2 separate regions of the Mus musculus genome follow, and region 1 is linked to region 2. A link is a contact called in public HiChIP or PLAC-seq data. All regions are on one chromosome and are shown on one strand. Each heading gives the region's core, a stretch centred on a gene start, on an enhancer-like site or on the middle of the called end of the contact. The rest is flanking DNA. Distances are from core to core; before and after follow the strand shown.

Region 1 (6,673 bases), core at 3,336-5,835, 42 kb after region 2:
TTGCAATATCGGGTGGGCTACTGAATTGTCTGCTTGTTTTCCGTGTCCTGGAGACCCTGGCTATGGTCCATATTTGAGTGGCAATGGAGAGGGTCCTCTCTCTGTCTTAGCCACATGTTCTCTAGCTAAGGATTGGACTAAGTTTTTTGTTGCCCTTGCATCAGGGAGTAATGTCAGAGTGAAGTGTTGATAGTGGCCAGATGGAGAGCCCAATGCGATTTTTAAACTCTTTCCTAAACTAGAATTTTACTTACTAATAAAAAATGCTCCAATTTTCAGTTGCCCACACCTATGTTTCCAGTAGTTAATATTAAGAAATAACAAAAGCAGTTCATTTGTAGTTGAAAGCATAATCAAATGAAAAAAAATTCCCATTTACTCTCATTTAAGCAAATTAAGATTCTGAATTTTGACTGTCACATAAGTTGAAGGGAGGTCAGTTTAATTGTGGGCGTGGTGTGGTGTATTTGTGTTTTGTGTGTATGAGAATTGCCGTGGCTTTTGAGTATAGATTTAATGCCCCAATTTGAGTTGGAGGTTTGGCTTTAAGAGTAAAAGTTCCCTGGTAACAAGTACCACATGGGACTTGACAAAACTAAAATGTAACCAGAGGGAAGGGCTATTTAAAAGCAGTTTATATTTCCAAGAGAATAGACGGATTTTGAATGCTGTCACCAGAAAGGAATAATAAACATTTAAGGAGATAATATGTGTGTCCCTATTTGAACCTGTATAGTGTACACGTCTACTGAAATGTTCCATGGCTCCTGTAAATATGAAAAGTTCTTATATCCATCTTGTAAGCTGAGAACTGAGTGGTCTGGTAGCTTTAACATTGCTTTTTTTTTTGAGATGAGAAGTAGTCGTGTGTTTATGTTTTGGGATTTTGTTGTTGTTGTCTTTACAATTAAGCCAAACTTTGTTTTCTTTTACATAATGGACATTTTGTAACTAAGTAAAGCTTTAATGTAATTAAAAAAAACTTTAAAAAATAAGTTTTTTTTTAAAGGGTGTTTTGAAACCTTTCATTTGTAAGGTGGGGCTGCTGTTCACATCCTTGACCTGAAAACTGTCCTCGCAGCTGGGGTTGCTAGGTTGCAGCTCAGCAGCTTTTCATTAGCACCCTGGCCTGTGACGGTGTTACTTATCAGCATCTGTATCTCCTGGGCTCTGTGTGAGTTAGAGATAGATGGCAGGAGGGGAGAATGTACACCATCAGTACAATTGGTCATGTTTATAGAAGTGGACAGAAGAGTTAATGCCATTTTGTAGTTAGCTCGTTACTTGTTGTTTTGAGCTGGGGTCTCCCTGTACACCTTAAGGTGGCTTCAGAGTGGAGGTTGTCCTTTGGGGACTACAGGTGTACACACTCACAGCTGGTGAGAAGTCAGTAATGACCTTATGTAAAGGTCAGGTGTTCAAAGGGCAAGGCTCTCCTGATTCTTTGGAAGGACGAGCCTGGAGTTTTCTGTTTTACTTATTTATTGAGACAGGGTCTCATATAATCCAGTTCTGGCTTTGAACTGGGTCTGGGGCTGGTTTAATCAGCCATGTGGCCCTTTCTGCTGTGCATATCTAAGATAAGATACAGAGAGTGTGTCAACTTAAAAGGTCCACCAGCCAGCCATAATCTAAAGTTAGAGTTGGGGCTTTGGTGCTTTTGTGACGCTCGAGAGAAATGTGGTAAGGGAACATGCTGTGACTTTGTGCTTGAGTCAGACCTTGGTTATCCTTCTGGCCATAACTGTTATCTCATCCTGCTTCTTGCCCAAGGGCTGCTGATGAGGGCAGGGTACAGAGTGCCTCACTCTATCTCGTGCATCAGGAATCTGTCGGAGGAAAGCCTTGGAGGAAAAATTGTATTTTCTTGGAAGGTGGAATTGAGGTGTCGCCACAGGACTCATTCTTGAGGGATGAGTTGTTTCAGAAGTCCTCCTAGATGTGTATCTTGTGGTTTACAAAGGTTGACTGTGGTTACAAAGTAAAATAGAAAGAGTCCACAAAGAATGTGTTCTTATAGGGGCTGTGTGTCCTTGCCGATCAGAGAACAGGCAAACTGACAATATTTTCTTGCGTGTGTGTTCATAACTTTTCACACCGCAACAAAGCAGGTGCAATTAGGAGAATGTTAGTTAAGAGGAACCTTGCTATCAAAAGATTTTTAAATTCTTATTTGTTCCTGAAATACTGCTAAATCTTGTCAGCGTGCATAACATAGACTTTTCAACTTGCATAAAATGGTAGGAATCAAAGCAAAACTTCCTTCACACTGACATTTGTAACTCGGGAGGTGTAAGAAGGCAAAGGTCTCTTGGTGAGTATTTGGAAGTATGAGCCTGGAGCCTAGAGCTTTCTTGTTTGATTGTTTATATAGCCCAACCTGGTCTTGGCCTTGAACAGTATCTCAGGCTGGTGTTTTAATTAGCAACACCATAGACTGTCTAATAACTGTAGACCACTGAATGAGATGGTGAGCCATGAGATGTTAGAGTTGGAGTCAGATTGGTTGTCCGTTTCTTTGACCCACTTACTCTGAAAGCAAAGCTGCTTAGAAAGCACTTCGGTCCATGAGAAGTTAAACTATTGCACGGGTACCAGAGTCTCAATACCGTTGAGTTCTGTGCTGTAGCTGGAAGAGAATATTTGCACACATAGCATGCTTAACTAGGGGAGCTCTATAGAGTGCTAAGATTTATCACATGCTAGTGATAGGTTTCTAAGCAGATGTGTGATTGTAACTGAGTTTAGTAGATAGTGAGGGCTGTGGCCGTGCAGTTAGAGGAGATCTGCTTCAGCAAATGACTGAGGAACCTGGCAGGCCAGTTGCAAGTGCATGAGATATATAGGTCTAGACATCCATGGAGAAAGGAGCTGTCACTTGGTTTCCTGGGGTGCTTTTATTTTATTACTTTGTAGCTGGGGATTTGCGTGTTAAATATCTGTTGTGGAGGATCTTCTGCCTTTGGCAAAGGGGGATGGAATTGTAGGGTAAGGGCTGGATACAGTTTTGGAACCTGAAAGGAAAGGAAAGGAAGAAAGTTTCCTTTGCCTGCCTGTTTTGCCTCCTCGGGATCATCAGTTTACCCAGTGAGCCAGTTTTCATCTCAGGCGCTGATTTGGTATCCTACCATCAGTACCTTTTCCAGAGCCCACCCCGAGGCTGACCCAGTATCAGTTCCGTTTGTTAGGCTCTCCTTAGAATCCTTGCTGCGATCAGTAAATGGCATCTTGGAACTACAACTTGGTTGTAGGGTCAGTGACACATCAGTGAAGACTTTGAGCTGGCTGGGATGTGAGCAGAGTCTTGGTTCTCTAACTTCATTGTGCACCTCTATCATCTGGAGGGCTTGCTAGGATATGAACTGAGAAGCTGGGGCAGTGATGCATGCCTGCTGTCCCCACATGCTGTCCCCACACTGAAAAGACTGTGGCAGGAGGTCCCTGAGTTTGCATTATACAGCCAGAACCTGTCACAATCAAAAACAGCAGTGGTCATTTCCCCCAGCCCCTAAAATAAAAACAACTGACAACAAAAACCTTCAAGTTGCTTGGGCCTTGCTGGAAGGGATTGTTATCTAGTAGGTCTGGGGTTCGACAACATGCCACTACTCCTCTGAGGGCTCATCACCCTTAGGGAACTTTCTGGTCCTTGAGAGTGGTCTCCTAGGCTTCCGTTAGAATAGACAGCGGGAAGGAAGCAACTGTTTCAGTTGAGAATTAATCTTATGAACAGATGGAGACATGCATCCTGGCACTCATGTCTGATTCAGGAGGATTATAAGTTTAAAGGCCAGTGCTACGTAGTCTGCTCATGTCTTGAACAAGGCAGTGACAAAAATGATATGGAAAGTGGGTCTGTCAAGAGCTACTTACAGATGGTATTTTTTTTTAGCCGTGAGAACTGAAGCAGAGGCCACCCTCGGGTTTCTTTTGTGGGCCACCATGATGGTGGTGATAGTCACTGGAATGAGAAGCACACAAACAATGATCTGTGGACCAGGATGATGATAATATCATGTGCTTTTCCTATGTCTAATATGGTTTTGGGTATATTGGCTGTGTTAGTCAGCCTTCTGTTGCCATGACAAAGTTTCAGAGGAAACTTAATAGAAGGAAAGATTAATTAAGCTCATTGCTTCGGAGGCGTCTGTCTTTCCTGGCCTTTGTTTTGGGGTCTGTTGTAAGGCAGAACATCATGGCAGGAAACAGAAAAACTATTCACCTCGTGGTGGCCAGGAAGCAAAATGAGTCAACAGGGCTCAGGGTCTGAATATTACCTTCAAGTGCACCCTTCTGGTCACCTAATTTCCTCCTATTAAGCCCACCTCCTGGTGGGGTTCCATCATCTCCCAGTCGTACCACAGTTTGGCAAGTAAACCTTTAGCACATGGGCCTTTGGGGACACTAAAGATCTCAACTCTAACAATGGCCTTTAGCAAAGAGGTAACTGACTGTGTTGATTTTATGTTGTGCATGTCAGCAGAGGGTGGAGAGTTGAACCCATGGGAAGAGCAGCAGCGAGCAGCGCTGTCACAGGGAGCACGGGACTACGTGTTTTCTAAGCAGAGGAAGTTCATTCATGCTCAGGGTGTGGCCTTGTGTGCTTTTACTCAGTGCTGACTCAGCCTGCTTTGAGCCAGGCTCTGGGCTAGACACTGAGATCACCCGTGGGGGGAGGGGGCAGTTCTCAGTGGTTTGGAAAAAGCAGAAGGCAGCCAGCCAGTGAGTTTCAGAGTGACGGGCTAGGAACTATGTGCACATTGTATTCTGGAAGATCGCTTGGTTGGCGAACTAGAGAGAGCAGAGTAAAAGGCAAGGGGCAACATGCAGCTGAAAAATGTCCCTTCTTACTGTCATGGAAGAATATGTTTATATGTTGTAGGAGGGCTCAAACAAACTGAAGATTTAGAAGGGAGAAATTTGATAAATATCTACAGGAATATGAGATGTGAAGGAGAGAGCTGTCTAGACCCCACCTGCCTACCCCCAGGGCCAGTGTTATATTTGGGTTGAGTAGACATGGATTTGAGGGTACTTTACCCCATCGTGGTTTTTCTCACTTGTTTTCTACCGGACTTAATTCCATCATTAAAACTTTCTTCTTTGGACTGCTTTCCTTAAGAGCTGTGGAGATGGTGCCTTTGAGGGTCAACTCATTCCAGGGTAGCCTCCAGGGAGCAAGAGAGATCTCTGCTTTCCCTCATCCTGATGGGAAGTGTTGAGCCAGCACAGAAGGAAGAGTTTTGCCCGCCTAGGTAAATTCTGGTTCCGTGGAGGTAAATGGCCCCGTAAGTTACCAGCAGACTTTCGCAGACGTCTTCTTAGTCTGTTCTGATGGAATTGAAATCTGATGAACACTGGAGAGTTGAGCAAGCATGTGTGTGAGTCAGTGTGTCCTGCTGCTCCTGTGTATGAGGATATAAATGAGGGTGTGATGCCGTTGATACGGTTCCTTGGGCCCTCCAAGGCCGGAGGCAAGATTTCAGTCTCCAACATCATGACCTTTCCTGATGTCTGGAGGCACCACAGTCACTTTCGTTCTTTTCTGACATAGCCACTTGAGTGACGAGCTACTGTCACTGAGTCCCTGTGTACTTAGGAAGCATCTGCCCAGAAGTCTCACTGAATCCCAAGATGCAGAGTTTTTGTACAGATCCACTTGCACCTTGCTGGGAGTCCTGAATGTATCATATTCTCCTCTCTCTCTTTCTTTCTTTCTTTCTTTCTTTCTTTCTTTCTTTCTTTCTTTCTTTCTTTCTTTCTTTCTCTCTCTCTCTCTCTCTTTCTCTCTTTCTCTTTCCCTCTCTCCTTCCTTTCTCCCCCCTCCCTCTCTTTCTTTCTTTTCTCTCTTTCTCTCTCTCTACTTCCTTCCTCTTTCTTTCTTTCTCTCTCTCTTTCTTTCTTTCTCTCCTCTTTCTCTTTCCCTCTCCCCTTCCTTCCTTCCTTCCTTCCTTCCTTCCTTCCTTCCTTCCATCCTTCCTTTCTCCCTCCCTCCCTCTCTTTCTTTTCTCTTTCTCTCTACTTCCTTCCTCCCTCTTTCTTTCTTTCTTTCTTTCTTTCTTTCTTTCTTTCTTTCTTTCTCTCTCTCTCTTTCTCTTTCTCTCTTTCTCTCTCTCTCTCTCTCTCTCTCTCTCTCTCTTTCATCTAAGATTTTTTTAAGGGGAAAATACCCTTTTTAGCGATACTTTGTGAATTTCACATCATGCAGCACAACCCCACTCACCTCCCTGTCTCCATATGTTCTTCACCCCTGCAACGGTACCAGCAAAAGAAAAAAAAAACACAAACACCATTCCTTGACAATTGGCTATAAGAGAGGTCTTTCCCTGAAGCAGATGAAGGGTCTCCAGATGAAATGATATACTGACTGAGATTCTGTACTGACTCCTGAGTGATGGAGGGGAGGAGGAGGAGGAGGAGGAGGAGGAGGAGGAGATGATCACTATCCTTGGAGAGTGCTCTTCGACAAGATTTGTAGGCTTGCCTTGATAACCAATTAAATGCACTTCTTGGTCCTGGCATTCCCGCACTCGGGAGGCAGAGGCAGGCAGATTTCTGAGTTCGAGGCCAGCCTGGTCTACAAAGTGAGTTCCAGGACAGCTAGGGCTATACAGAGAAACCCTGTCTCGAACCCCCCTCCCCATATATATTTATATAGTGTGTGTATATATGT
Region 2 (6,489 bases), core at 9-2,508:
GACAAAAGCCAAAACCTAGGGTAAGATGGTTCTTCTTTGCTATCTTAGAAGCTCTGTAAGTGATCATCTTGCTTAATGAATCACAAGACCATGGAGGTGTAACACTTTTGGCAAGTTCACTATTCTGCGAATTTGTAGACTAAATAAATATATTACCCCTTTTGCTTCATCCAGAGCGTGTTGTCATCCTTTCAAAATCACAATTAGTACTGTTGTAAAATTGGCTGATGGGAAATAACACGTCAGGTTTATCTGTATTGGATTTAGTGTTTTGTTTGAGGATGTTAGAGTTGACTCAGTCCTGCTTCTCCACACAGGAAGGGAAATTGTAAGGAAACCTTTTTCTCTTTCCACTAATAAATGGAGTAACTTTGGTTTGAAGGACTGAAAATCACATACACAGATGACTTAGCTGGGTGACTTGCAAGGAAACCAGATGGGCAAGATGTTGGGAGATTTAGGGTAAATATCTAGACAATTCAACTTTTTTTTTTTTTTTTTTTTTTTTTAGTTTTTGGAACTGGTTAGAAAGGAATTGATTTTGGGATATCCTAATTACCTGATGGAATTGTTCTTGTACCTTCCAAAACAATTAAAATGTTCTTTTCTTTCTTCTTTTTTCTTTTTTTAAGATTTATTTTTTAATTTTATGTATATGAGTACACTGTAGCTGTCTTCAGACACACCAGAAGAGGGCATCAAATCCCGTTACAGATGGTTGTGAGCCACCATGTGGTTGCTGGGAATCGAACTCAGGACCTCCAAAAGAGCAGTTGGTCCTCCTAACTGCTGAGCCATCTCTCTAGTCCAAATTTACTTTTCTGATATGATATAGGAAAATAAAATGAGACAGAGTGAAGTGATACACTTTCAGTTGGCAAAGTGTTGAATGTGTGCACATGCATGTGTGGGTGTGGGTGTGTACATGCACACACATGTGTGCACCTGCGTGCTCTGTAACTTTTATTCCTCTCCCTTTTCACTTTGGTGTTTCTCTCTGTGGAGGCTGGTTTTTATTTTGTTTTCGTTTTTAAGAAAAGTGGACACAGGCCAAGCATAGTGGTGCGTACCTGTAGTTCTGGCACTTGAGAACCTAGGCAGAGGGATCTTGAATTCAGTGCCAGCACAGACAAGCTAATGAGAGCCTGTCTTAAAGTAAAAAATAAAAACAAACCAAAGGAGGGAGGCTGGGGATAGAGCTGAGTGGTAGAGCACTTGCATAAGGTCCTAGGTTTTGGTTGTGGTTTTATAAAAAGGAAAAAGGAAATGTAGACAACCCTAGCCCTATAAATGCCTGATGTCCCCCAGAGTCAGTACTGGCATTGGCTTGCTGAGTTTGTTAACTCCCCGTGGTGTCCCCTTGGTTACCTTGGTGTCTAAAGAGTAAGGCCCCCTGGAGTTGCAGAGGTTAGCTGAGTGGAAAGAACGGGGTTCTTGGATTTACTCAGGTTATATAGCTTGAGGCAAAAATCTTAGTTTCTCTGATCCTCATCTATAAACTAGGAATAAAATCTAGTTCAAAGCAGTGGGGGAATTAGAAATTCCCCAGGTTGAGTGCTCTCGGTATTGCTAAAGCCTCAAGGACTGCCCCTTTCTCTCAGGTAGACTTCCAATGATTGTGAACGCTTTTTGTAAATGAACCAGTATTTGACTACTTTCAGAGCAGCGTATAAGAGCTTTCTGAACTCTGGGCGCTGTCAAAACCGAATGACAAACAGTGCTTGAAAGAATGGCCCTGTAAATCAGCAGCTTGTGGGGAAGGCTTTGTCAATCAAAGTCAAGTTTCAGGGCCTGGGCAGGCTGTGAGGATGGGGGAGGGGCCTGCTGACTTGCTGCCTACCTGGGTTTTTATGCAGTTTCTGGGTTCCTTTATAGCTTTAGAATGGGTTTGTTAGTCTTAACTCTGCTTGGCATTAATTTAGGTCAAGTAGCTGATGATATGGAGAATGAACTGTGAGTTGCAGGATGTTTAAATGGCATCCTTGGTCACTATGTAATGGGTACTAGTGAGTAATTTTGGATAGCAATGTCTACACTTTGCTTAATGTAGGTTTTTTTTTTTGTTTTTTGTTTTTTGTTTTTTTGGAGACAGGGTTTCTCTGTGTAGCCCTGGCTGTCCTGGCACTCACTTTGTAGACCAGGCTGGCCTCGAACTCAGAAATACACCTGCCTCTGCCTTCCGAGTGCTGGGATTAAAGGTGTGTGCAACCATGCCCGGCTTGGTTTTTTTTTTTTTGTTTGTTTGTTTGTTTGTTTTTTGTTTTTGGAAGGGGAGGGGTTCCCATAATTGAGGACCACTGTTAAGGGATTGTAATTCTGTAATTAATTCCTCAAACTCTTATCTAATGAGTAATTAGGTGGCAGACAGTATCAACAAAAGGTTTGATACTTTATTGGGTTGTAAACATTTTGTGACTTTGTTTTCAGAGTTATGGATGGCAAGATATTGGGAACTGTACTAGAGGCAGCATGGACTTGAAAACCTCTCAACTCAGTGATTTGACCACACTTCTGGGGTAGAGTATCAAGAAGTGATGTGAGTAGGGAAGGAGCAGACCTCAGCTCTGGGAATTATAGGCATTCGCCAGGGTCATAAATGCTGTCTTACAGAAGTTCCTAAACAACTCATCAAGGGTGTTTAAGAGAACCATTGATGGAAGAGGATGTATGTTTAAGTGTGTGTGTGTGTGTGTGTGTGTGTGTGTGTGTGTGTGTGTGTGTGGACTGAGGCTTTTCTTTTTCTCCAGGCTCCCCACTCCCACCCCCTTTAGCTTTGAACCTCAAGTTGCTTTCTGACAGGTGCTTGGTGAATAATCAGTTATTATCATTGCTTAAAGCTGTATTTATAGGTCTTAAGGAATTGATCAGAAAGAGATTCAAAGGAAAAAGAAATCCCGGCATTGTGTTTAATCCTTTAAAAGCCCACATGTGTGCAAAGACTTGCTCCCATTTAAAAATAGTAGTAAGACAAGAGGAGGAGGGAGACCCTTTAAGTCAGAGGGTGGGTGGGTGGAGTTGAGTCTGCCTGAGGTCCCTTTGCCTTCAGCAGGCCAGGTAGTTCAGTTTGTTTTTTTTTTTTTTTTTTTTTTAATTAACTAATTAATTTTAAAAAGATGTCCTAACCTTGCAATGCATACTGTAGAATTCCTTCCATCTTCATAGTCTCCAAAATCTTTGTCCATTGAATAAAATCTAGACTATCTTGAGAATGGTTCCGCTTTTAGGAGGAACAAAAATCCAGGAGCCCAGCTGAGTTTCCTTCAGGACTTCCTAGTTGACAAGGACGCGAGACACAGACAGGTGAATTTCACTTGTTATCCACTGCAGCCCTGGTGGACAGCTCTTAGTCCTCTTATATTTTGATTTTCTTTAATAAACTCTACCATCTACATTAAGATAGGGTAGACAGCACACACCCCGCTTATCTCACTAGCATTTTCTACTAGTTATTATTGTTCGTTTGTCTTGGTAAGGGACACATCATTATTTAAATGTGTGCTTTGTTCTGGCTCCTTGGTGTCACGTGATGCCCTGGTTTGGTTCTTGGATCCCATCAGCGGTGCTGTGTGCTTTGCTTGCTCTGTGTTCTGTGCTGGTTTGGAGTGCAGTCATCTCTCTTCTTTGATAGTTTGCCCAGAGTTCTGTTGGGCATATGTAGTTTGTCCTTCCACTGGGATTAGTGGGGTCCTCTCTGACGGTTAGAGTAAGGCAGCAGGCTCTGAGGGCAGACTCAGAGGCCAAGTGCTGCTTCCTTCACGTCCCTTCAAGAGCAAGGTATGAACTCGATGGGCTACCCCAGTCACCTTCCAAAAGCCAGACTGACAGGTTTTTCCATTTGAACTTTAAAAACAAACAAACAAACAAACAAACCAAAACCCACAAACAGTTGTCCTTCCCTTACCCGCTGCTTTCTGAGGAATTCTCTGAGCAGCTCCACCCTTAGTGACTGGGTGGTGCCCTAGTGCCTCTCCTCCTTAAGGTGTGAAGTAGCAGGCTAGCTTATTTGGAATTCTTCTCATGGGACGTTTGTCTCCCCCCCCCCCCCCCCGTTCATCTATTTATTAAGTTGGTGGGGTAGTACACACCCATAATTTAGCATGGGAGGGTCAGAAGTTCAGGGTCATCCTCCGCTATGCTGTGGGTCAAAGGTCAGCCTAGGTGGTGCAGACCGACCCTGTCTCCCTGATACATTATGCCTCCGTGGACTTATGGATGGTTATTCTGTACTTTGGTGGTAATATACTATTTCTCTTTGATCAGATTTGGCCACTAGGAACTAACTCTATGTTCCATATATAGTTATCTGTCCCATTGGTGGCATGTCTGTCATTAAGATTTTGTTTTTTAAAGCACCACATTATTTTATGACTATAGGAAATGCCTTCTGTGCCCTTTTAACATTTTTTTCTTAATGAGAGTAGTGTGACCCAAAGGCTAAAGTTTGGGTTTTAACTTCATAATCCGTAGTTTCCCAACTTGAAGGAATAAGTTATCTCTTATCTCTTACATCATGAGCTTGATAGCTTTATCAACTTGATACAAGCTAAAGTTATCTGAGAGGAGGGACCCTCAATTAAAATGCCTCCATAAGATTGGACTCTTGAATGCTCTTAACTCCCTCCTATTGCCCCTCCCTCAAATGGACTGCAGGCAAGACTGTAGGATATTTTCTTAATTGATGGGGGAGGGTCCCGCCCAGGTGGATGGTATACCTGGGCAGGTGGTTCTGGGTTCTAAAAGAAAGCAATTCAGTAAGCCACGGAGAGCGAGTCAGTGAGCAGCACTTCTCCATGGCCTCTTGCATCAGCTCCTACCTCCAGGCTCCTAGCCCTGTTTTGGTTCCTGTCTTGACATCCTTTGATGATGAACAGTGATGTGGAAGTGTAAGCCAAATAAACTCTTCCCCAGTTTGCTTTTGTTGGTCATGGTATTTCATCACAGAAATGATAACCCTAACTGAGAGATATATGACTATACCCGAAGTATTTAGGTAACAGAGTTGTTAATAGCTTTATATGTAGATGTTGATTATTAACTTATGCTTAGCGTTTGGACATTGAATCATATCTTCGGACTTCTGTTTCCAGATCCTCCTATGGCCTTTGTGCACACACGCTTAATGGATAAACGAGTGTTTGGAGGATTGAGGTGACCGCTGTGAACTGTTAGGGAGCTTTAGTAGGGACACGTGTCTATTTTCTTTGATCTGATGCATTTAAATTAATGGTCTCTCCTAAAAGCCACAAAGAACTATGAAGGGCTGTAGTGGAATGCATATCGACTTCTTCAATAAAATCTGTTGTCTGTCTAATTAAATGTACATTGATAGACAAGAGTTTTCTTCCCTAAACATTTTGTTTTCGGATTACCATGAATCATATAACACTGGCTTACATTATGTCAGCTAACTGAGAACCCAGTATAGGAAGAGAATCCCAAGCCAAATACAAATAGAGAATAGCCAGAAAAAAAGCTCCTTTATAAATTATGGAGAATGTTTAAGAAAAAAAAAATGGCACGATGGCCAAATTGTTAGATCGCCAGTGGGGTCAGTGATGAACTGGATACTCATTTGAGACTTTATAGAGTTGAGATTCAGGTAAGAGGTTTGGAAGAACTACCTTTCCACATGACTTGTTGGCACAGACTTTTGTAACCAGATCCTATGTGGAAATGAGATGGCGACGTTAAACACTGCCAAGGCAGCCTTACACCCGGGAAGACGGCTGTTCTATAGCAGGTGTAGAAATGGAACGAGTGCTTTTATTGTTAATTTTTTTTTTTTATTTTGTTGGGGAGAAAGTCTATGTGCCTGGCAGTGGATACCAAGGCCTATGTAAATTACGGGTGCTCTCTTTGTATCGGAAGCCTTTTTAACCACACCATGTATGGTTATGGACTCTGGTGTTACAGGAATCAGTATCTTCATCGTTTTTCCTATATGAGGTTGGGCGCTGCCATTAACAAAGGGCTATAGAGTAGGATGTGTTTGAGCGGCAGAAGAGCTTCTGACACTCAGTACATTCCCCACTCTGATCTTTTCCGGAGTAACGTTTCATCTGTCCTTTCTAGGAAGCTGATCTGGTTCCTGTCCTCCAACTGACCAGCACCTAGAATGTCAACAAAATGACTCATCTGCAACATCCTGTCCTTTTCTGCAGAAAGAACTGTTTGCTTTTGGAAACTGTAGAGCTTACCTCTGTGGAAAAACCCCAAAGCATTGTTTCAACACAGGTTTCCTTAAGTTATGCCTTCTGATTTCTTCTCCTTGTCTCCTTTTCCTCTTCTTCCTTCTCTCTTTCTCTTTCTCTTTCTTTTCTCTTTCTCTTTCTTTTCTCTTTCTCTTTCTTTTCTCTTATTTTCGAGGGGGCAGGGTGGGTTGATAATTGAAATCAGGGCCTTCCGTATTCTTCCTAAGTGTTCTGTGCGAGCTCTATCCCAGCCCCTCTTGTGACTTGTGTTGGTTCTTTCTGTGTCCACGGGGTAAGC

The links. HiChIP or PLAC-seq counts read pairs in DNA pulled down with a chosen protein or histone mark.
Region 1: an H3K27ac HiChIP or PLAC-seq map of embryonic stem cells shows a contact between it and region 2, with 12 read pairs. The contact joins two enhancer-like sites. A contact is called at or near these places in 1 of 15 datasets of contacts at CTCF or cohesin (the NIH/3T3 cell line), 10 of 484 Hi-C or Micro-C datasets (cerebral cortex, double positive thymocytes, embryonic stem cells and 5 more) and 8 of 115 datasets of contacts at active chromatin or transcription factors (bone marrow-derived macrophages, double positive thymocytes, embryonic fibroblasts and 3 more).

The regions. Positions count from the first base shown.
Region 1 is chr2:52,950,661-52,957,333 of GRCm38.p6, forward strand. All of the region lies in intron 1 of Fmnl2 (formin-like 2), which reads left to right. Among named protein-coding and RNA genes, the nearest start is that of Gm52511, 55 kb to the right of the region's middle. Within about 2 kb of position 4,586, at least 188 of the 459 cell types and tissues checked have an H3K27ac peak or open chromatin away from gene starts, as enhancers often do. A contact at or near this core is called in embryonic stem cells, where this site is marked.
Region 2 is chr2:52,912,208-52,918,696 of GRCm38.p6, forward strand. All of the region lies in intron 1 of Fmnl2 (formin-like 2), which reads left to right. Among named protein-coding and RNA genes, the nearest start is that of Fmnl2, 58 kb to the left of the region's middle. Within about 2 kb of position 1,259, at least 21 of the 459 cell types and tissues checked have an H3K27ac peak or open chromatin away from gene starts, as enhancers often do. A contact at or near this core is called in embryonic stem cells, where this site is marked.